Regions from separate parts of the Mus musculus genome. Here regions 1, 2, 3, 4, 5 and 6 are each linked to region 7. Evidence: chromatin contacts called from public Hi-C, HiChIP or PLAC-seq and promoter capture Hi-C data. All regions are on one chromosome and are shown on one strand. The core of a region is the stretch at or near the end of the contact, and the rest is flanking DNA. Distances in the headings are between cores, read along the strand shown.

Evidence for each region. Promoter capture Hi-C pulls out the DNA fragments that hold promoters and counts their contacts. A called contact is a pair of places that touch in the nucleus more often than the background predicts. HiChIP or PLAC-seq counts read pairs in DNA pulled down with a chosen protein or histone mark.
Region 1: a contact with region 7 is called in a Hi-C map of the N1E-115 cell line, with 3 times the contacts expected there. The contact joins the enhancer-like site here to the promoter of Camk1d in region 7. A contact is called at or near these places in 8 of 39 promoter capture datasets (the 3T3-L1 cell line, embryonic stem cells, frontonasal cranial neural crest and 4 more), 2 of 484 Hi-C or Micro-C datasets (the N1E-115 cell line and cerebral cortex), 3 of 115 datasets of contacts at active chromatin or transcription factors (embryonic forebrain, forebrain and pancreatic cancer cells) and 1 of 9 other capture datasets (embryonic stem cells).
Region 2: an HNF4G HiChIP or PLAC-seq map of pancreatic cancer cells shows a contact between it and region 7. The contact joins the enhancer-like site here to the promoter of Camk1d in region 7. A contact is called at or near these places in 5 of 39 promoter capture datasets (the 3T3-L1 cell line, hippocampal neurons, liver and 1 more) and 2 of 115 datasets of contacts at active chromatin or transcription factors (embryonic forebrain and pancreatic cancer cells).
Region 3: a FOXA1 HiChIP or PLAC-seq map of pancreatic cancer cells shows a contact between it and region 7. The contact joins the enhancer-like site here to the promoter of Camk1d in region 7. A contact is called at or near these places in 3 of 39 promoter capture datasets (frontonasal cranial neural crest, hippocampal neurons and stem cell-derived epiblast-like cells), 1 of 484 Hi-C or Micro-C datasets (cerebral cortex) and 2 of 115 datasets of contacts at active chromatin or transcription factors (forebrain and pancreatic cancer cells).
Region 4: a contact with region 7 is called in a FOXA1 HiChIP or PLAC-seq map of pancreatic cancer cells. The contact joins the enhancer-like site here to the promoter of Camk1d in region 7. A contact is called at or near these places in 5 of 39 promoter capture datasets (the 3T3-L1 cell line, hippocampal neurons, liver and 1 more), 1 of 484 Hi-C or Micro-C datasets (the G1E-ER4 cell line) and 4 of 115 datasets of contacts at active chromatin or transcription factors (embryonic forebrain, embryonic stem cells and pancreatic cancer cells).
Region 5: a contact with region 7 is called in a promoter capture Hi-C map of embryonic stem cells, with 2.0 times the contacts expected there. The contact joins the enhancer-like site here to the promoter of Camk1d in region 7. A contact is called at or near these places in 6 of 39 promoter capture datasets (the 3T3-L1 cell line, embryonic stem cells, hippocampal neurons and 2 more) and 4 of 115 datasets of contacts at active chromatin or transcription factors (embryonic forebrain, forebrain, neural tube and 1 more).
Region 6: a contact with region 7 is called in an H3K4me3 HiChIP or PLAC-seq map of embryonic basal ganglia, with 4 times the contacts expected there. The contact joins the enhancer-like site here to the promoter of Camk1d in region 7. A contact is called at or near these places in 10 of 39 promoter capture datasets (the 3T3-L1 cell line, the C10 cell line, embryonic stem cells and 4 more), 3 of 15 datasets of contacts at CTCF or cohesin (the NIH/3T3 cell line, large pre-B cells and pro-B cells), 24 of 484 Hi-C or Micro-C datasets (the G1E-ER4 cell line, the N1E-115 cell line, Th1 cells and 13 more), 20 of 115 datasets of contacts at active chromatin or transcription factors (T-cell acute lymphoblastic leukemia, bone marrow-derived macrophages, craniofacial prominence and 11 more) and 1 of 9 other capture datasets (embryonic stem cells).

Annotation. Positions count from the first base shown.
Region 1 is chr2:5,248,992-5,251,838 of GRCm38.p6, forward strand. No RefSeq gene overlaps it. Among named protein-coding and RNA genes, the nearest start is that of Gm23118, 9.7 kb to the right of the region's middle. Within about 2 kb of position 1,335, at least 21 of the 459 cell types and tissues checked have an H3K27ac peak or open chromatin away from gene starts, as enhancers often do. A contact at or near this core is called in the N1E-115 cell line and cerebral cortex, where this site is marked.
Region 2 is chr2:5,284,633-5,287,688 of GRCm38.p6, forward strand. No RefSeq gene overlaps it. Among named protein-coding and RNA genes, the nearest start is that of Gm23118, 26 kb to the left of the region's middle. Within about 2 kb of position 1,734, at least 92 of the 459 cell types and tissues checked have an H3K27ac peak or open chromatin away from gene starts, as enhancers often do. A contact at or near this core is called in pancreatic cancer cells, where this site is marked.
Region 3 is chr2:5,351,979-5,354,678 of GRCm38.p6, forward strand. It overlaps Camk1d (calcium/calmodulin-dependent protein kinase ID), which reads right to left. Exons shown (of 11, transcript NM_177343.4): 5 at 2,691-2,700. Among named protein-coding and RNA genes, the nearest start is that of Gm36906, 38 kb to the left of the region's middle. Within about 2 kb of position 1,298, at least 10 of the 459 cell types and tissues checked have an H3K27ac peak or open chromatin away from gene starts, as enhancers often do. A contact at or near this core is called in cerebral cortex and pancreatic cancer cells, where this site is marked.
Region 4 is chr2:5,320,118-5,323,043 of GRCm38.p6, forward strand. The region is part of intron 6 of Camk1d (calcium/calmodulin-dependent protein kinase ID); the gene reads right to left. Among named protein-coding and RNA genes, the nearest start is that of Gm36906, 6.5 kb to the left of the region's middle. Within about 2 kb of position 1,449, at least 5 of the 459 cell types and tissues checked have an H3K27ac peak or open chromatin away from gene starts, as enhancers often do. A contact at or near this core is called in pancreatic cancer cells, where this site is marked.
Region 5 is chr2:5,218,730-5,221,429 of GRCm38.p6, forward strand. All of the region lies in intron 2 of Ccdc3 (coiled-coil domain containing 3), which reads left to right. Gm46729 (a long non-coding RNA gene) reads left to right here. Exons shown (of 3, transcript XR_001783223.1): 3 at 1,910-2,125. Among named protein-coding and RNA genes, the nearest start is that of Gm46729, 4.7 kb to the left of the region's middle. Within about 2 kb of position 1,417, at least 20 of the 459 cell types and tissues checked have an H3K27ac peak or open chromatin away from gene starts, as enhancers often do. A contact at or near this core is called in embryonic stem cells, where this site is marked.
Region 6 is chr2:5,397,371-5,400,076 of GRCm38.p6, forward strand. The region is part of intron 3 of Camk1d (calcium/calmodulin-dependent protein kinase ID); the gene reads right to left. Among named protein-coding and RNA genes, the nearest start is that of Gm36853, 84 kb to the right of the region's middle. Within about 2 kb of position 1,346, at least 8 of the 459 cell types and tissues checked have an H3K27ac peak or open chromatin away from gene starts, as enhancers often do. A contact at or near this core is called in embryonic basal ganglia and embryonic forebrain, where this site is marked.
Region 7 is chr2:5,713,171-5,716,176 of GRCm38.p6, forward strand. It overlaps Camk1d (calcium/calmodulin-dependent protein kinase ID), which reads right to left and starts at 1,592. Exons shown (of 11, transcript NM_177343.4): 1 at 976-1,592. The coding sequence starts at 1,067.

The DNA of each region.
Region 1 (2,847 bases), core at 85-2,584, 460 kb before region 7:
TTATTTTATTTTTATTATTAATCATTTTATTTGTTTTTTATAATTAATTTTATTATTAATCATTTTATTTGTTTATTTTCCCGGTTTCCTCTCCACAAACCCCGCATCCCATACCCCCTCCCCTTTGCCGCTATGCGGGAGGCTCATGGGTTTGAATAGCTCATATGCTGCTTTGGAAGGTTGTGGCATGCATTTATTCATCCCTCCCCCATCTCATGGAAACACATATTTCTAAGAAAAAACATGAGAAGGTTTATGCATTTGACTGGACCTGGCGACGCAAGCCCGCAAAGCTGCTTGGGAGGCTGAGGCAGGAGGATTACAAGTTCAAGACATTTCTGGGCCACAGAGCAAGCTCAAAGTCAAACCCCGCCCACTAACCGACTGGAGTTACGCTGATTAGCAGAGTACTTACACAGTGTGATGGTTTGTATATCATTGGACCAGGGAGTGGCACCATCTGAAGGTGTGGCCTTGTTAGAATAGGTGTGGCCTGGTTGGAATGGGTGTGTCACTGTGGGTGTGGGTATAAGATCCTCACCCTAGTTGCCTGGAAGTCAGTCTTCTACTAGCAGCATTTGGATGAAGACATAGAACTCTCAGCTCCTCCTGCACCATGCCTGCCTGGATACTGCCATGCTCCCACCTTGATGATAATGGACTGAACCTCTGAACCTGTAAGCCAGCCCCAATTAAATGTTGCTTTTTATAAGACTTGCCTTGGTCCTGGTGTCTGTTCACAGCAGTAAAACCCTAACTAATACACACAGCATGCAAAGTCCTAGTTTAAATCACCTGAACAGAAAACAACCACAAAAATAACTTGCCTCTTTAAAAGTTTCTTTACATAAACTACATGTTACTTAAATAAAGAGGAAACTGGGTTTAAAAAAAAAAAAAGCAAAGAAAGCAAATTTCTAGTTTCAGGACCCAATATTAAGCCAGTAATCATCTCTCTAAAATTCTAACTGCAGATGGCATTTTTCTGGAGTAAATTCGGTATAAACTGAACGGGTTTTACCCCAGACCCAAATATCCACCTCAGATTCCCCAGTGCCTCAGCAGCCTCAAGTTCCGCTGGATCAGCTCTGTGTCTCCCTCTAATTGCAGCGTTTAAAACTGATACTCATGGCTGTCTTCCACCGCCAGTCTTATCTGATGCTTCGTTCTCGGGGTAAACAGATTTCCAGCGGAGGCTGCCAGCAGCACCGAGAAACTGCCAAGCCTGGCAGATGCTAAGGTTTGAGGTTCTTCTGTCTGTTCTCAGCTCCAAGCTGGCTGTGAACTAGCTCTACTCCCCACGGCCCACCAGACTCTCAGCTACTTTTGCCAAACACCATCTTCTCTGCTCAACCTCCTGCTTCCCGACGGTCACACTAGCTGAACTAGTGAAGGTCCTAATGTGGCCCAGTCGCAAATGCTATCCCCGACTTCCCGATGTGGCCTGATCTTTCTTTCTTGGCTCCCACAAAGGGAAAGCATCTCTCTGCCTCTCTCTCTGTCTCTGTCTCGTCTCTGTCTCTGTCTCTGTCTCTGTCTCTGTCTCTGTCTCTTTCTCTCTCTTTCAAACTGACAGTCAGTTTTTCAACATGAACACTGCTTTCCCCACAATACTGACAACAACCATTTCTCCCTTAGTCGTGTCTCTCTTGAAAGACATTGTCTCAATTAAGAGATGAAATCTGAACTATGGGAGGGAACCACTGTTTTTGCCTGCATGTCTCAGCCTTTGACTGATGTAGCTCTCAGCTTTCTTGTTATGACCAAACTACCTGAAAGAGTAAGTTAAAAAGAAAGATTTTAGCTCCTGGTTTCAAAGTATTATCATCCCTAAGTCCTTGTCTATTGGCTCTGGGTCCATGCTATCGCAGAATGCAGCATTGGTGGGATTTTTGTGGAGAAGGACGCTGCTTGTACTGGACAGGAACGGAGAATGAGCAAGGGACTGGAGACTGGGTATAACTTTCAAAGTCATCCTTCAGATCCCACCAACTAAGCCCTCATACCTGAAAGGTTTCAAAGTTTCTCAAACAGCCTTCTGGGTTGGACATTCTAGTCTTTCAACACATGAAACATGCTGGTCATTTCATATACAACCGATAGCAAGGCCTTTCCTTGGCAATGGTCCAGAGAAGATGGGGACAGACTGTCTTAGTTAGGGTTTTACTGCTGTGAACAGACGCCATGACCAAGGCAACTCTTATAAAGGACAACAGTTAACTGGGACTGGCTTACAGGTTCAGAGGTTCAGTCCATTATCATCAAGGCAGGAGCATGGCAGCACCCAGGCAGGCATGACAATAGAGGAGCTGAGGGTTCTACATCTTCATCTGATGGCAACTAGGAGAATACAAACTTCCAGGAAGCTAGGAGGAGGGTCTTAAAGCCCACACCCACAGTGACATACCTGCTCCAACAAGGCCACACCTACTCCAATAAGGACACATCTTCTAATAGTGCCATTCCCTGTGCTGAGCATATACAAACCATAGCACGGACACTTTAAATCTTTTAACTCTGGACCTCAGTTGAAAAGTAGGAGGACCCTGTCTGGCATTCTATTATATACAGTGACCCTGGAACAGAGATGCCACCTCCTTCATTCCCCTCCCACCTCCTCCAGGTACTTGGTGGCCTTGCCCCTACCAAGTCCTACTAATCTATTCTTCCTTGGTGCTCACATTCAATTTCTGTGTTTCAGTTGTGGCAGAAACTCCCAACCCAACTGTGTCTACTGACAGCCCCTGCTGTGTGAAGAGCCAAGCTCTGTCCTTAGGAGAGAGTACAAGAGGGAGAAGAGCCACAAGGGGAAAGCCAAGTCCTGACTTCTTGGCAGTGAAGAAACCA
Region 2 (3,056 bases), core at 484-2,983, 430 kb before region 7:
CTTGATCAGAGGGGGAAAAAAAAGGAACTGTCTAGGACATGCAAAAAAAAAAAAAAAAAAAGACAGAATCTATTACAGCTGTAGTATAAAATAGTCACCAGGAATCCCTACGTGTGCCTGAGAAAATGGGGGCTGGCAATAGCTTTAGCCAGATGGGGACTGGACAGATCAGGCACACATTTCCTCTGCACATTTTGGCTCATAGACCTGCATGTGTATAAAAAAGAAGTCAGTGCTCACTTTTTGTATTTAAATATTAAAAGAACCCCAACTGAGGGGAAAAAAAAAAAAAAGGAAATTCCAACTTCTTTGGAGTAATTTAGCCAAGAGAAAACCCTTGGTCTATATGTGATGGTTTCTATTCCATTGAGAACTTTAAGAAATTTAAGTTTTTATTTAAAGTTTAAAATAGAGACATTAGGCTCAATATTTACCTATTTGGTGAATAGGTTCTTTCTGAGGGACTGTTTGTATGTTGATTGCATTATAGATGTTTATTAACTAAGTTAGGGTTTCTAGTGTTGTGAAGAAACACCATGACCAAAAAGCAAGTTGTGGAGGAAAGGGTTAATTTGGCTTACACTTCCACATCACTGTTCATCATTAAAGGACATTGGACAAGAATTCAAACAGGGCAGGATCTTGGAGGCAGGCGCTGATGCAGAGGCCATAGAGGGATGCTACTTACTGGCTTGATCAGGCTGCTTTCTTAGAGAACACAGACCACCCACCCACAATGGGGTGGGCCCTCCCCCATTAATAACTAAGAAAAGGACTTATGTTTGGATCTTGAGACATTTTCTCAGTTTCCCCCTTTTAGATAACTCTAGCTTGTGAGACTAGCCAGCACATTTATGTAACAACTTAGAGACATCCTCAGTGGGAGACACAGGAAAGGATGGTGGTAGGTATCTGAGTTACTTTTCCAGTGCTGTGATAAGCCACATGGCCAAGGTGCCTTATAAAAGAATGCATGTAATTAGGCTTATAGTTCCTGAGGGTTAGAGTCCATGATGGAAGTGCGAAGGCTGAGACATTGCATCTCAAACCAGAGAACCCGTGGGAGTGGCAGAAGTCTTAAAATCTCAAGCCTACTCAGATGACACACCTCCAAATCCTTCCCAAACAGTTCTACTGACCGAGGATAAAGTATTCAAGCCTATGAGCTTGAATAGGGGGTCACTTTCATTCAAACCACCACAGGAGAGAAGGAAACACCAGTGGTGGTGGTTCTAATTTCAGTCTTTTAAACGTTCAGATAGTGTTGGGTTGACTCCCCAATTACAAGCACTCTCAACAACACATCCCATTTAGGTCTGTATATTTTTACACCACAGCCCTTTCAGTTAAAACAAAGAATTTAGATAATTAGACTTAGACTTATAATGAACATTTCAACTGAAATTAAAAGGATAAAAAAATAGAACCCTCCAATTGGTACAAAAATAAAAACAATAAAGTTTTGTCTCTGGGTGATTTTTCTCCCCTCAATCTCGTCATTTTAATTTACTTTGTGTGTGTTTTATATGCTAATCAGCAGAGTAGTACACCTCTATAATATTCATATATATGAATAGCCATTTATTTAGAGCATGCTCAAAATATTTTTACCATCAGGATGCATTATCTATCAAACTTGTTTAGACACTTTTTGCTCTTTCAGAGGCTCTGGGCTAGGTCCTATCACCTACACTGTGGCTTACAACCTTCAGAGGCACCCAGTTCTATGGGCTCCAGTGCCCTTTTCTAACCTCTGTGGGTACACAGGCATACACGTGATACATGCACATGTCTAGGCAAAACGCTCATACACGTTAAAAAAAAAATACTGTTTAGAGACCAGTGAACTAGATTAATGATCTCTTGTTGACTTTTTGTCAACAAACAGACAAGAAAAGCCCTGTTTTTTCTGTTATTTAAAACCAGAGTCATGCTACCAACATTCCCTGGGCCTGAGTCATCATTGTTAATGTTCACATTTGAGCTTGTTACTTTAACATGGACTTGGAAAGAAATAGCAGGAAATGTGCACTTCACAGTGACTCAGACAACCTACCCTCCTGCTCTGGGCTGGGATCCAAACCCTGAAATTTGCAGGTTCAACTGGAAATTTCCCATATTACTCAGGATTTGAACAGCTTACACCTGACTTGGGAACACCTCCCCCCTCCCTTTTATTTTCTCTCTAGGCAAAGGCAAACATCCACGAGGAACACTGGGACCCCAAGGCATTTTACTGATGCACTTTAAATGAACCATCCAGGATCATGGAGTTTGCTGGTGGCACCTCAGGGACCAGGACTATGCAGTCCCTTGGCCTCCAAGACCCTCTTTCAGCGGCTGAGGTGGGGGGAGGCACCATGAGAAACATGGAGATTTTGGCTGGTGATGAAACAGGACTAGATAATGTCTGGCCACTCAGTGATCCCAGACAGTATTTAAACAGAAATCTCCAGCGCACACTGATTTGGGCTTCTGTATGGGATACAATGGGGAAGATTTACGGGATCACCAGTGCTGGAAAGTTGCTTCATACAGCCATGTCTCTGGAGACTGGGGAGCTTGCTTAAAGCTTTCCCAGACTGAAGTCTTTGTCCTGGATGGAGAACTTGAAAATCTAGCTCTTCCACTGGTGCCAAATGTTCTGACAAATACTGAAGGAATAAAAGGTCTGAAATGAAAGCGGGTAAGGCATACTGGAAACTCAAGAGAAGTGTGTGTGTGTACTTGTGCATGACAAGTGAGTGTATTTGTGCACGACAACATGAGTGTATGTCTGTGTGCACATGTGCATGAACATGAGTGTGTCTCTTTCTTTGTGTGTCTCTTTCTTTGTGTGCATTTGTGTTTCTGTGTGCATGTGTGTGCACATGTGTATGCGTGTGTCTGAGTGCACGCCAACAGTGCTCATTGCTGTATCTTTAGTACTTGGAGCAGCACCTGCTGTATAGGAAGTCATGAATGATAGTCTAGATATGAATAGTTGGGACTCTATGTCTATTTTATGACACTCTGTCAGAAAATGTCATGAATGGAACAACCTGAGAAGAGGGGAG
Region 3 (2,700 bases), core at 48-2,547, 360 kb before region 7:
TGTGCTGAAGGAATGAGTGAAAAGAGAAGACGTCTTAAAAGTGTCACGAGCCTTGTGCTTTGTGTGCAATTCGGCATGTGTCTGTATAAAGATGAGTAAGATACAGCCCTTGTAGGTGCCAAAGCCACAGTGTGGTGAAGAGACGAAGCAGACATGGGCCCCGGTTCAATCTGATGAGGAACCATGCACTGAAAACAGGGGGAGAAGGATTCCGATGTTGAAGGAGAAGAGGCAGGATGGTAACCAGAAGAGGTGAGGGTTCATCTGGGCTTTGATGGATGCAAAGGAAATTGGCACAAAGACTTGGGGGTAGAAAAAGACCCACGTTGGCTGATGACTGCTCAAAGACCCCAGAGACAGGTGCCCTCTTTCACTCTGGGTGCTCGGTAGATGTGAGCAAAACCAGTAGCTGCGTTACTATTGCTCTAAGAGAACTCAGGGTTTGGCAACCAAATCTCACAAGTACTTGCTTACCTGCCCTTTAAGGAGTCGCTTTCAACACTGTCCCTAAGTCCATCCGTTCTGACCAAAGCAAGAAACCAAAACAAAGCCTGCAGATGGCGGCCACCTAGCAATGGGGACACTGCCATCCACATAGGGGAGCCAAGAGTCAATCTAGAAAGCTTTAGAGCTTTCCTGTCTCAGAATTAAAATGAGATCAGCGAGGTGCATAGGTAAGAATATTCTGTTAGAGCAGGAAAACCTCAGCTCGAAGCCCGAAAGCAAAAAATGGTCCAGAGTGATGGAGCCTGGAGAATATGGCTCACCACCTGGGGCGTCCTGACCAAGAGACTGAATCTCACAACACAAGCTAGCACCCCTCACTTTTGATACCCGTGACTCATGGTGGGTGCAACAGACTCTTTGTTTGCTGAGTCCCTTGTTTTTCAAAGATGCCAAGGGTGCACCTTCTCGTTCACCCCCTGCTGCCTGCACAGACAGCACAAGGGAGAAACTGCATCCGTACACCGCACACCCACACATCTTCGCACCAGCTGCGCATGCACTTGTCACTCACTCAACTGCCTCTCTACCTTCTCCACATTCCACAGTCCCACCCATCTATGCCTCACCATATTATCATAAGACAGCTGGCGGGCCCATCTGTCCCTCTCTTGAGTCTCTATGGTCATCTTAACGACTCGGACATTTAATGACTCACACCCCAGGGCCATGGGTCCCACCCGGGGCAGCCCCTAGCGGTTCTCTCTGCCACACCCTCTCAGTCAGGATCCCATCCTACTAAACCTCTCAGCTCTTTCCCTTCTTCATTTCACTCGTAGTTCCTGTCTGGCGGCTCTCGGCTTCCCTCCTCTGAGAAACTTGGGAAATGAAACAGTGGTGGCATACCAATGTATGACATACCAATGTATGACAATGTAATTATGCAAAGACCTGAGACACCATGGAGTGCCTCCAAGGACACAGAACTCCCACAGTGCTCTGCAGTCTCTAGACCCATTTAGTCTCAGACTGGATCTCCCAGGCCTGTTGGGAAGGTTTCCTAGTTGTACCTAAAGACTCATGGGAATAGTGGAGGCTGTTAATACTAATTCATCCTTCCTTAGGGAGGCTTACACAGTGTTCCCTCTCCCCCCTCCCTTCCCTCTTCCCTCCTTCCTTTTCTTCCTTCCTGTGCTGGGGACACAGTAGGTACTGAGTACATATTTGATAAGTGACTGAATCCACTGAGGTGAACAGTTGTCTGGGAAAGTGCTCCCTGAAGGCTTGGTTCTCAGCATGTAGTACTTTTGGGAGATGGCAGACCACTGAGGTAGGGCCTGTTGTGAGTTTTCCTGGTCAGTGCGACTAGACCTTTGAAGGTGCTAATACCCCATCCTTTACTCTTCTTTTCTGCTTCCGGTCCCAGCCACAGGGTGAATGGTTTTACCAAGTGCTGTGGCCATGATGTGATTTTTTGTTGCAAGCCTAAAAGCTACAGGGCCAATAAATCACAGTCTGAAACCTCCAAAAGGAAAAAAAAATCCACCAAGCAAAATTAACCTTTCTTATTCATAAGCTGATTTCTCTCCGGTATTTGTTATTGCAACAGAATGCTAACACAGTTCTGGTGGGCTGTCTCCAGAAACCAGAAGATGAATCTCAGCACCAAACTGTTCACACTGTCAGCAGCCATCGCTGCATTTTACATGGGTGACAGAAAGAAGGTACACTTGTGATTTTAGGAAAAGCTGTCACAACCCCTGACTCTGTCCACACAGACCCAGGTCAGCTGACGTGAGGGGGCGACTTACTCATGGATTCTTCTGTACTCCTTGTACCAGTGTTTCCTCTCTGGCTGCAGCAATCTCAACATTTATCATGTTTTATTGAGTCCCACACCTTATCAATGCTTGGTGCTTTACTGTAAACCATCCAAAAATAGACACATAACCTAATTCTGTTATTAGAACCTGGGAATCCATCCCATTTTGCTCTTAGACTCCAGTTGGGCCCACAACCAATTCAAACAGGATTTCCACCCAACTGCTAAAAGGTTTTAGGGAAATTGCTTCACTGATAACGTACTGTGGAGGGGTCTCTCAATATTTGTATCCTTCCTTCAAGAGAAAGGCAGGCCTCTGTGATTGTGCCAAGCTCCAATGCTTCAGAAGGAAGATGAAGTTGACATGGAGACAACCCAGCTTCATCGATACACACAAACACGCTCACATACTCATTATCCTTACCAACATAGCC
Region 4 (2,926 bases), core at 199-2,698, 390 kb before region 7:
TCCTGTATTAGTACTCAACATCCCTCAATTGTGCTCTGATAAACAGAAAATGCTTCATTAAAACATTTATGCATGTATGTACATGTGCAAGTATACACACTCATGCACATTGTCATAACACACACTTTAATAGTCATAAGACATCACTAGGGGTGTAGGACAATGGTAGACTACTTGCATCTAGCATGAATGAGTTCCCTGGGTTTGATCCTAGCACCCCAACCCAAATAGGGTTGAACATTTTTTTTAAAAAGATTTATTTATTTATTTATTTAATGTAAGAAGAGGGAGTCAGATCTTGTTATGGATGGTTGTGAGCCACCATGTGGTTGCTGGGATTTGAACTCCGGACCTTCGGAAGAGCAGTCGGGTGCTCTTACCCACTGAGCCATCTCACCAGCCCGGGTTGAACATTTAAAAATGAGTAAAATTGTACAGAAAAGACAATTTCAACTATGTTTTTCTGAGCACAATAATCTTTTTACTTACTTTCATTTTTGTGGTAAAGCACCCTAATGGTAAATAGAATATAAACGATCTTCTCCAAGGCAACCGGAACGAACATGGGGAACTGTCAGACAATATCACCCAAGCTCCTATATGCCTAGTGTCTGACAATATGTTCCATGGATTATGGTCCCTCTCTGTAGTTCTGCCAGAAGGCCTCCAAGCTTCCACCAAGCCAACCTACCTGCTGAACCAGCTAAGGACTCTTGTCCCCATGGTAACTGGCTGGAGCTCTCTCCTTCCTGCCCTTTTCCCTTTGCCTCCCCCCCCCCGCCCCCCCCCCCCCGTTCTCAGCTCTTCGGAGACATCCAGCGGTGTGTCCAGGACTGAGAACCTGACGTCCCTGGGTTCCATGCGGCCCAGGGACCCCAGAACACCGGCTCTTCCGCGGTACCCAGCGGCATCTGTGGTACCCGAGTCTGACCCAGACTCTGGCAGTTCTGTGGGTACCCCAGGCCTTTTCCCATCCCTGGAACGGGGGTTCTGCAGCTTCTCACAGCCTGACACCCACCCAGCGGTTGCCGTGGGGGTGCGCCCAGTCAAAACTCCCTGTGTCCACCTTGCCCAGCGGCCCTAGCCCTGAGCAGATGTGGGACCCCATTTTTTAACCCAGAAAGAAAGAAAGAAGGGAAGGAAGAGGAGGGAGGGGGAGGGGAAGGGGAGGGGAGGGGAGGAGAGAGAAAGAAGGAAGAATTTGCAGGTCCCTGTATTTATAAAGTAAATTGACTTTTGTTCTTTATCTTAAGGAAAGATTGAGGGAGGTGGCTACGGACATTATCAACCTGTCTGGGAGAACAGGATTGTGAAAAAATGGATCTCTGTGTATATCGATCCAAATTCCAATATAATCATGTCATACCGTCAGAGTTCAGTGTGATACTCCTATGAAGAGCTGTAAAGCAACACAATGAAGACGAAGTTTCCCATAACAGGACCTTGTGGACTCTGGTGGGATGAGGCAGAAGTTCTGGCATGCTCTCTGGACAAAGTACTTGGGACCAGGGTGGTAGGCCCAGTGAGTTTTCTAAGTACATGGAAACGTGTTTCTAAGAGGCTGAAAAAAAAAGGCGTAGCAACTGACTGACAACCAAGACTTTTCTGCTCTGGTCTAGCCCATGTGGAAAGGCTCTGAGGAGAGAATTGTTTCCATGGGAAAACTTCGTGCTTCTCTGTGACAGTCCAACTTTGCCTTCAGAGTGATTGTTGGCAAGGTGCTGGAGCTGGGTGCATGTACTCATAGCTGCTTCAGGGAGGGGCTTCTGGGCAGGGGCCGGAACTTTGAGTGGCAGGTCTCTAATCCTGTCCTTGAGTCGGTTGTGTGGGAGCCTGTTTTCCTCTCCTTCCTTTTGTTTTCTGGCCATGACATGAGTGGGTTCTTTCACCATCTGACAAGAGGCAAAAGCAGTGGATTCACTTGATATTGGTAACCCCTAAATCTGAGCCAACAGGGAATGCCACGCAAGAGAGGGCAGAGAGAATGTGGGAGCCAGAGGCCAGGGAGGAGCACTGTGAAAGTCTGTCTCTGACCTTTAGATGGCCGGCACACCTTTGAACTCATGGTGGCTGTGGTTACTTACACAAAACCAAGTCAGTCAAATTCCAGCACAGAAGTGGGGGGGGGGCTCCCAAAGCGGCAATGACAGCTGAAGAGCTGTCCTGTCAGGGGTTAATGGCTACTGGGAGAAGGGGCATACTCTTTCTATAGCAGCATGGCCATAGGCAGGTTGCCCAGGCTCCCCTGGTTGGCCCCAGAGCGATGCACATATGGGTAGCACTAGTTGGAATCGGTGGTTTATTTCCTTCAGAAATGGAAGAGGATGTGAAGGTGGGAGGGGGATGGGCTGAGAGTGCATCCAGATGTAAATATAATCAGAATAGATTGCATACATGTAGGCAAATATCAAAGAAAGAATAAAAAGTATTGTACAGAAATGACTGAAACTACAACACCCCCCCCCCCCCCCATTTATCTGCAAAGCAGCTAGGCCACATAAGGCTACCCCAGGCTCAGTGTGTCTCTAAAAAGCAGCAGCGGCTTCAACCAAGGATGAGCATCCTTTGGACTCTAAGTCCTGCTGGTACCAGGAACCACTACAAGTCTTTCTGTCTTGACTGACCTTTGGCAGAAATTTAGCAAGCTTTATTGAATGAAGGGGGCAGTGGGGGGTGTTAAGGAATATGAGTTCTAGTCATCCTATCATAGATATGATTGACTTTCACAATAATTAAATAAAACAAAGCTCTTTCGAAAGCAAACAAACCTTTTGTACTTATTACCAGTGCCCATTAGTGAACAAAACAGGGTTGCACATATATAATCCTGGTTTAGATTAGAGGGTCAATGAGGCTCATGAATATGCATCTCAATTCTGTAAGCATCTGTTTGAGCACATGCATTCCCCCCACACTACTCCTCTAC
Region 5 (2,700 bases), core at 167-2,666, 490 kb before region 7:
AAATCCTATGAACAAGGATTCAGTCCCAGTTTTGCCCAACTCGGAAGGCCCCCCCCCCTTTTATCAGGGGTGTTTGATGGTTCCTTCCTTGGCTAAGTGAATAGGGGGTGGGGCCTGGGGATGAGCTCAGACAGGCCAAGTGGGGAGCCTGGGCCTCCTTACTCAGACCAATGGGAGATAACTCTCACTCCAACTCTCTCATGACTTTCGACTTAACCCCACGGCCTCCTTCCTCTTCCCCACATACCTTGCCTTCAGGTCACAAAGCCTTTTCTTTTCTTGGCACCTGGCACAGAGAAGGCAACACTTTTGATTTTGGGTAGAGCAAAGGAGCCACCAACAAGTCAAATGCTGTCATTGGCATCTCAGGCTGTCCCTCAAGAGAGTCCTCAGAAGAACTGCCCTGTTTGTCACTTCCAAGGTTTGGGTGTTTCCCTAGTAACTGTGGGTTTGGCTCAGCTTGGGGACTGCTTGTCTGTCTGTCTGTCTGTCTCTCTCTCTCTCTCTGTCTCTTTCTGGAGTTAAATGATGTAGCAAGGCTAACTTTCCAACTGATTTGCAGAAGGGCCAAAGAGAACTGTGGGTATCTGAGCTGAGGCCAGCTGAGCTCCCGTAGTGCAGATGGTGAAGCAATCCTGACCTGTACTGGCTACTGTTTTTAGACCTTCTACAGTTTAACATTGTATAAAGTTTACATCTCCATCTGGACTTTTGAAATTGGCCACAGTCCATTGGGCTGGAGTGCAATGACCTTTGAACAAAGATTACTGGTATCCTGGGCTGTGACCCACAGAAATCACATGTTAGTGTTCCAGAGTGGTATGAATGTGATTTTGGGTGTGAGGGGTGGATATACAAGGTCCCAGAAAGCTCTGATTAAAGTGTTCGTCTGTTCCTTGTTCTTCCTTCAGTCTTTGGCTGTCTGTCGAACACCTTCCCTCCCAATCCATCGAGTGGTTAATTATCACATTTTCACCTCCATTTGTCCCTCCTCAGTCAGGTTTCAGATGCTCCCTAGCCTTATGAAGAACCAGATAGTAAATATCTTAAGCCTAGGACCACAAGGTCTTTGTGGCAACTACTTAACTGTCACTGTAGCACAATAAATGCCACACATAATATGCAAACATACAATTGTAGCTATATTCTAATAAAACTTTACTCATGCGGGGCAAGATACTGTGATAGGCCATAGTTAGATTACTCTCCTTTAAAAAAAAATCCTCTCCCACTTCCTTCTTATTTTGAATCCCAAGAATGGGAATGAGGTGTTTAAAATGCAAACTATTTGTCTGTCTTGTTACTTTTGGACAGTCCTTCTGTTTCTTTATACTTCAGAAAGTACACATTGTCTTGTCCTTGTAGATGGTTATTTAAATTGAAAGCAGCTGTGCAGAAAGGCACTCCCAGGGAGCACATTTGTTATGCCCACTACTAGGAAACAGTGACTTTTAGACACACTACATTTGTTTGGCTAGATACAATGCTTACCATTGTGTTACAAAGAACCCAGGAAACCCTTCTACCCCTCACATAGCCCAGGCACACAATGGCAAGTATTTTGTTTAGTTTTGTTTGCTGAAGAGAACAAAAAGGAGGTGAGCTGGAAGGAGGGAGGGAAGGAAAGAGTATAAGAAAGCTAAACTAATTTGGAAGTGGTAGATGATTCTGGACTGTAACATGGATACCCTTCCTTACCCTCTCAAGGTTGTGACTATAAAACCTCACAGCACCTGAGCTCCTGGGGGGAAATGAAAACCAGATAGGAATATACCAAACAGAGGTTCAGACAAGGAACACTCCATAGGTGTGTCCTGTCAATGGAGGTGGGCGACCAAAATGTATGCATCAAGATCACTTGGCCTCAAGGATGTATCAGCACCAATCCCATACTCCTCTCTCTCCTCAGCCTGTGGTTATCAGGAGAAAGGGTTCCTGACTGGGGGCCTTGCAATGCTTCTTACACCTGCTTATATTGAGATACTCAATGAAAGAACTATGCAGACCAGCGTCTGGAAAATGTTGCAGAGTATTTGATCACACTGTAAACCCCGAGATTGTGTTGGTTCCTGTGGTGTGCTGGCTAGTCTTGTGTCAACTTGACACAGCTGGAGTTATCACAGAGAAAGGAGCTTCCATGAGATCCAACGGTAAGGCATTTTCTCAATTAGTGATCAAGGGGGAAAGGCCCCTTGTGGGTGGGACCATCTCTGGGCTGGTAGTCTTGGTTCTATAAGAGAGCAGGCTGAGCAAGCCAGGCGAAGCAAGCTAGTAAAGAATATCCCTCCCTTGCCTGCTTGCTGTGTGGGACTGAGTAACTGCTAGATCCTTGGACTTCCAGTCACAGCTACTACTGAACCATTGTTGGGAATTGGACTGCAGACTGTAAGTCATCAATAAATTCCTTTACTAAATAGAGACTACCCATAAGTTCTGTGACTCTAGAGAACCCTAACTAATACATGCAGGGTGGGGGGGACCCTGTTTCTTGTTGTAGTGTGGCTTAGCCTCAGAAACCACCTTTAATTCCTCTGGCTGGAATACAGACATGCCCTTAGTACTCATCTTTAATACCAAATGATGAAGGGATGAAGGTAAAGTTAGTTTGTAGAAGGAAAGACCCGTGTTTGAAAGTGATGTCTAATTGAGGGGCGGACAAAGTGACAAATCAGAGAAAGACTTGACAAAATAGGATCTGCC
Region 6 (2,706 bases), core at 96-2,595, 320 kb before region 7:
CTGGGAATTAAAAAAAAAGAAGCTTTCCTGTGCTGTATCAATGTCAAACATCTATGTTTACACAGAATCTAATCAAGATTAAGAGTGTGTACCCTCAGGAGGAATACTGGAAGTATTTCCCTATTTCTGAAAACGAACCCAAATGAAGAGTCTATGAATGGTAAAAGGTTTTGCTTTGAACTTGATCTTAAGATCAAGTACCACATGCAGTAGGAGACAACTGAATAGGAATAAAACTAAAAATTAACTGAAATCATGTGAGCCAATGGCCCCCTGAGAGGTTACACAGGTTTCACGAGCTTGGTCATGTTTCCATTTTGGTAGTAGACTTTTCCAGAAAACCTCAACTACTGAAACCCATTAAAATAATTTGGTTTAATGTGCCCTTCCATTCAGTTCTGCCTGGGGATTGCTACTGATTGCAGTATAATGTCTGTTTTTGCAAATGTTGATTTTCTCCTCTGTGGCAGATCTTTTTATTTTTTTTCTCACGGAGGAAACTTCATGTGTTATAATCACCAGGAAATAATTACTTCAAAACTGGAGACAAAGCTGGGCATCGTGGTTCGTGCCTTTACTCCCAGCATTTACTATGTAGTGGCAGGTGGATCTCTGTTAGTTCAAGCCAGTCTGCAATACAGAGTGAATTCCAGGCCAGATAAAATAGTGAGACCCCCCATATCAAAAAACTAACAAAATAAAAGGAAACCTGCAGACAGTTGCCTTGAGTCTGAGGTGCTCCTTTGTGCCAACAATAACCTCTGTCAACGTTTCTCCTCTCTCTCTCCAACTTGCTCAGCCCTTAGCTGTGCTCCTGAGCATAATTTCTTTTTTTAATGAGGAAAACCAGTCCCTTCATGAAAGCCTAATTACACCGATTTCCCTGGGAACTGTGAAGAACAAGCAGTTAAAGGCTCCCCATTATTTCCTTTGTCGTTAACTGTTAGACTGGAACTCAGCTGTAAGAATGCACCGGAAAAGTTGGCGTAAATGTTATAGAGATCAAACTGTAATTTTTCAAATTACTTAAGAACCCAATACAAAGACTCCTCTTAGGAAGAGGACATTTTCGTCTCCTATGGTAAAACCGCAGGTAATATTAGAAAGGGATGAAATGTACTGTCACTGGAGTGCTTCTAAAGCTAATTGCATTCTGATTTTAATATTGATAAATATGTTTATAATGAGAAAACATCACAGTGCGTTCCTAGTGAAAACGTAGCATGACTGCCACAGTTAGCGTCAGCTATCAACTTGACAGAAACCTGGAGTCACCTGGGATCGGGGACCACAGATGAAGAGTTGCCTACATCCGACTGGCCTTGAGCCATGCCTTCGAGACATTTCCTTAATAGCTCATTGACGCAGGAGAGTGTAGCCCTGTGGATAGTGCCAGCCTTAAGACATGAAGTTGGGCTATATGTCTTTTTAATTGCTACTAGGCATAATGTTGTCTTCAGTCTCAGATATTAGGAGGCCGAGCTACATGAATTCAAGGATATCCCGGTCTACAAAGTGAGTTCTAGGACAGCCTGGGCTACAGAGAGAAACCCTGCCATCAACAAACAAACCAACAACCTAAACCAAAACAAGACAAAACAAGACAAAATTCTCACAGATCAGTGCTTTATTCAGCCATCATTAGAGACGCTTCCTCCTGCAGCACATGGGGACAAATGAGTCTCTACCCATTGCCAGACATTATACAGAGAGAGGGAGGGAGGGAAAGGGAGAGGGAGGGGGAGGGGGAGGGGGAGGGGGAGGGGGAGGGGGAGGGGGAGGGGGGAGAGAGACAGACCTCGGAACACACCGCTCTAAACTAGATTTTCCATCAAATTCCTCCCCACAGAGCTCAGGGAAACCCATGAAAGAAGAGGTAGTAAGGACCAGAGGACATGGAGGACACGGGAGAACAAGCCCTCTAAATCAACCGGGCAAGTCTCATAACCACTCGGAGACTGAAGCAGATGCACGGGGCCTTCACGGGTCTGCACCATGGCCGCTGTGTATCTATCGTAGCTTCAGTTCAGGATTTTTATGGGCATCGTGAGCGTGTGAACAAGCGCATCTCTGACTTGTGCCTTCTCCTGGGAATCTTTTTTTTTTTTTTTTTTTTTTTTTTTTGGTTCATTTGCCTTGTCCAACTTGGAGGGGATGTCTTTTATTTTATCTCATTATATTTTATTGTGTTATGTTTTGTTGTTATCTCTTAGAAGCCTGTTATTTTCTGATGAGACAGAAAGGGAGTGGATCTGGATGGGAAGGGGAGGGAGGAGGCGCTGGGGGGAGTAGGAGGAGAGGAAACTATAACCAGGCTATACTGTATGAGAAAAGAATCTATTTTTAATAAATGGGGAAAATGGAAACCAAAAATCATATTTCTAAAACACAACAAAGAACCTAGCTAAGCACGTACTAGGTAACAAGCCGGTTAGCAAGGTTCCTCCATGGTCCCTGCTTCAGTTCTTTCCCCGAGTTCTTGCCCTGGCTTCCCTGGACTGTAATCTAGAAGCCAAATAAACCCTTTCCACCCCAAAGCTACTTTCAGTCAGAGTGGTTTCTCACAGCAGCAGAAGACAAACCAGAACGATGACCGAGGTGACCAGATACATGGGTGATGGTGTCCATACTGGAGAGAGTCTTGCCAATCCACCCTCTTCTTGCTGTCCTTCTTGCTCAGGTGACAGTCTCAGAAGCAGAGATGTG
Region 7 (3,006 bases), core at 342-2,841:
TCATCAGCACCCTCCTAAACCCCAGCAAAAGGTTCATTTTACGGAGCACGTGTGAGACTGTATCTTCATGTACAGATACCGATCAAAACCAGAAACCGATCAAGTGGTGGAAGAAAATAACTTGAACTTCAGACTCTTTCCGCGGCGCTGAATTCTTTCACAGCCCCTGTACCTATCTGAGGCGCTTCAAAACAAAACAAAGCCAACTCATGCGCAGGAAGGGAACTGCAGCTGTACTGAGTGGCACATGTTCAGAGCTCTGATGACACACACTTTTGATTATTTCTGCTTTCTGGAGATGTAACCATCAAGCATGAGCCCCGGAGAGAACCGCCCCTAAAGACTCACTGATCCTCCTCCCACCCGGACATGAACCCCAGCGCCGGGCATCTGACCCTATGGTGAGATGTACACACAGATGAAGCTCTGACCACATGTCACTCTGAATACTGCGAAATTCTTCCCTCCCATCATCCTGAGGCCAGCCAAAGTCTTGTCTACACCTAGTACGTGCATATGTCAATTCCATAGGAATATATGATGTAAGGGTAGGACCAAAAGCTGAATTTCCTCGTGACCACTTTCGTCGGCCCAGTGCGCCCATACACACGATGAGTAAGTGCACACAGCCAGCGATCAGCGAGATCCACCATGCTCAGCCCACAGTCACGCGTGGGGAGAAAATCAGTGGAGGGCGGTGGTGGCAAGGGAAAAGGAAAGTCGCCCGCCCGCGTGGGCTGTTCTCTGCGCGCCCTGCGCTCCCCTCCCCCGCCCAGGAGAGGTGTCAACCGTGGGCGCAGACCCACGCGGTGGACTCGCGGAGGGTCTCCATAAGAGCGGACTATGGGACAATGAGGACGCATCGACCAGCCAGTTTCTGCCGCGGTGGCGGTGGCGACGGTAGCAGCAGGAGCAGCCGACGCTGCTGCCGCCACCGATGCTACTTCCACCCGCTGGTCCCCAGCACCCACTTACGTTCCGAGGGTCTCCTTGAACTCGAAGATCTTCTTAATGTCTTCTGCTTGCTTTTTCCAGGAGGAGCTGCTCTCGCCGTTCTCCCGGGCCATGGCAGACTAATGCTGTAGGGCGGCCGAGGGTTGCGCTGGGGAAGGGGCGCCGGAGGCGCGGCGCGGGCTCCGGGGGATGCCCGGCGCCGGGATGCGGAGCGGGAGGATGCGGAGCGCAGGGAGGCTCGGGCTGCCGCAGAGCTTCCTCTTCGGCAGTTTCCTCTTTCGCCTTGGCTGCTGCCGCCGCGGTCCCTCCCTGGCTCTAATTTCTACTGCTCTCCGGCAAAGACTTCCTGCCTCTGCCGCCGCCTGCCAGCCTCACTTTCTGCTACTTTCTTGCCTGGCTCCTGCTCCCTCCCCGCCGCCCGCCCCACTCCCCCAGCCCGCCTCCTCCCGCGGGCTCCCCGCCCTCCCAGTGCACCCGGCAGCCTCCCCGCCTCCCGCGAGGCGGCCTTCGGGGATGTCCCGCTCCCCCTCCCCTCCCCAGGAGCTCCGTGCTTGGGCGCCGGGATGCAGCACTTGACCACGGAGCCACGCACGCTCCCAGGCCGTCCGCGCACCCTGGGTCCCCGGGCGAGGGCGGGTGGGAGAACCCAGCAGGTGCAGGGCGCCGGAACGCGCGGGGGAGCCCTAGCCTTTAGGGAGCTTTATTATGAAGTCAATGCTGGGGGCGCCCGGGCTTTCCCTCTTCGAGCAGGAGGGGGCGCCTCTGCTTGGCGCTCGGAAGCTCTCGGCAAGGTGGGGTTGCGCGGCTCACGGTTGCGGGGCGCCCAGGGCGGGGCGCCTTCGCATACCCAAGAGCCGGTGACCCAAGCCTGCTGTGCAGGAGGGCGGGTGGGGGCTTGTTGTCAAGGCAATGGGCGGCGGCCTGGATGGAGCCATCGGCAGGCGGGCGTTGACTCCTGGCCGCAGCTTTGCCCCAGCAGGCGCTCCCGGAGCTCGGCAGTCACCTCCGGACTCCGCTGCTGGAGCTAATTCGCATTGCACCAAAATCTGCTTCACGTCAGTTTTGGAGCAGCTAAAGGAAACCTCGGGATGTATCGGACAGGCACGCCCAAGACGAGCCAATCACCGCCTGGTGGTCCCTTCCGGAGTAAAACTCCAGGGGTTATTTGGCGGCCAAGTGATGGGTGGATGCGGGACATGGTGGCTGGCCTGGCCCAGAACTGGAGTGACTGGACTGACTAGTGTTTGAACCCTTCTGATTTCCTCTTTCTCACTTTACTCCTGATGCTCTGAGGCCGTGGCCAAATTACACCGATTCAATGGAAAGACGCCTCTCTCTAGCGCCTTCCCCCATCAGCATACCCCGCAAGTGGCTTACTTAGAAGGTTAAGGTAGAAGCAGAGATACATTTTCCTCAGGCCTCTGGTCTCCAGAGTGAACTTTGACCTGCCCACTCTCACCTGGTATTCACCTGTTAGAGGACAGTAGGCAGCGTTTCCAGTTGGTCCTTTGGTTCAACTGGCAGGGACTACTACCTCATGATAGGAAATGTTAAGTTTTCTTTGTAGCAAGACTTCCTCTCCCTTAGAGCTGTTCGGCTGAATTGAGTAAACAGCCCTGTCTCTTAACTGGGGACACCTGTCCCATTTTCCCAGGACTGTTCCAATTTGAGAGGGGGGAGGAGGAGGAGGTGTGAATCTGCTTTCAGAAAAAGAAATCCCCCCCCCCCAACACCTCCCCATTGGTTCAGACTGGCCAGAGGCTCTGCCTTGGAGCCCTTTGTGGACTCCCAAGGAGGTTAGAAGAAAAATCTACCTATCCCTAGATTCTCAGTGCTGTTTTCCACGTTTCTTTGGCCCTTAGTCCTAAGCTCTTGAAGCTGAGAACAGCAGAGAAGAGGGTTATAACCATTGGTTGTTTAGGAGTGTGACAACCGAGTCATATGATCATCATGTTAAGTGTATTTACACAGACCTGGATGCTGCACACACCCAGCCTGTGGGATACACACGCTCACGGGCTTGGAGGTTGGGGAGAAACAGCCTATTGCTCC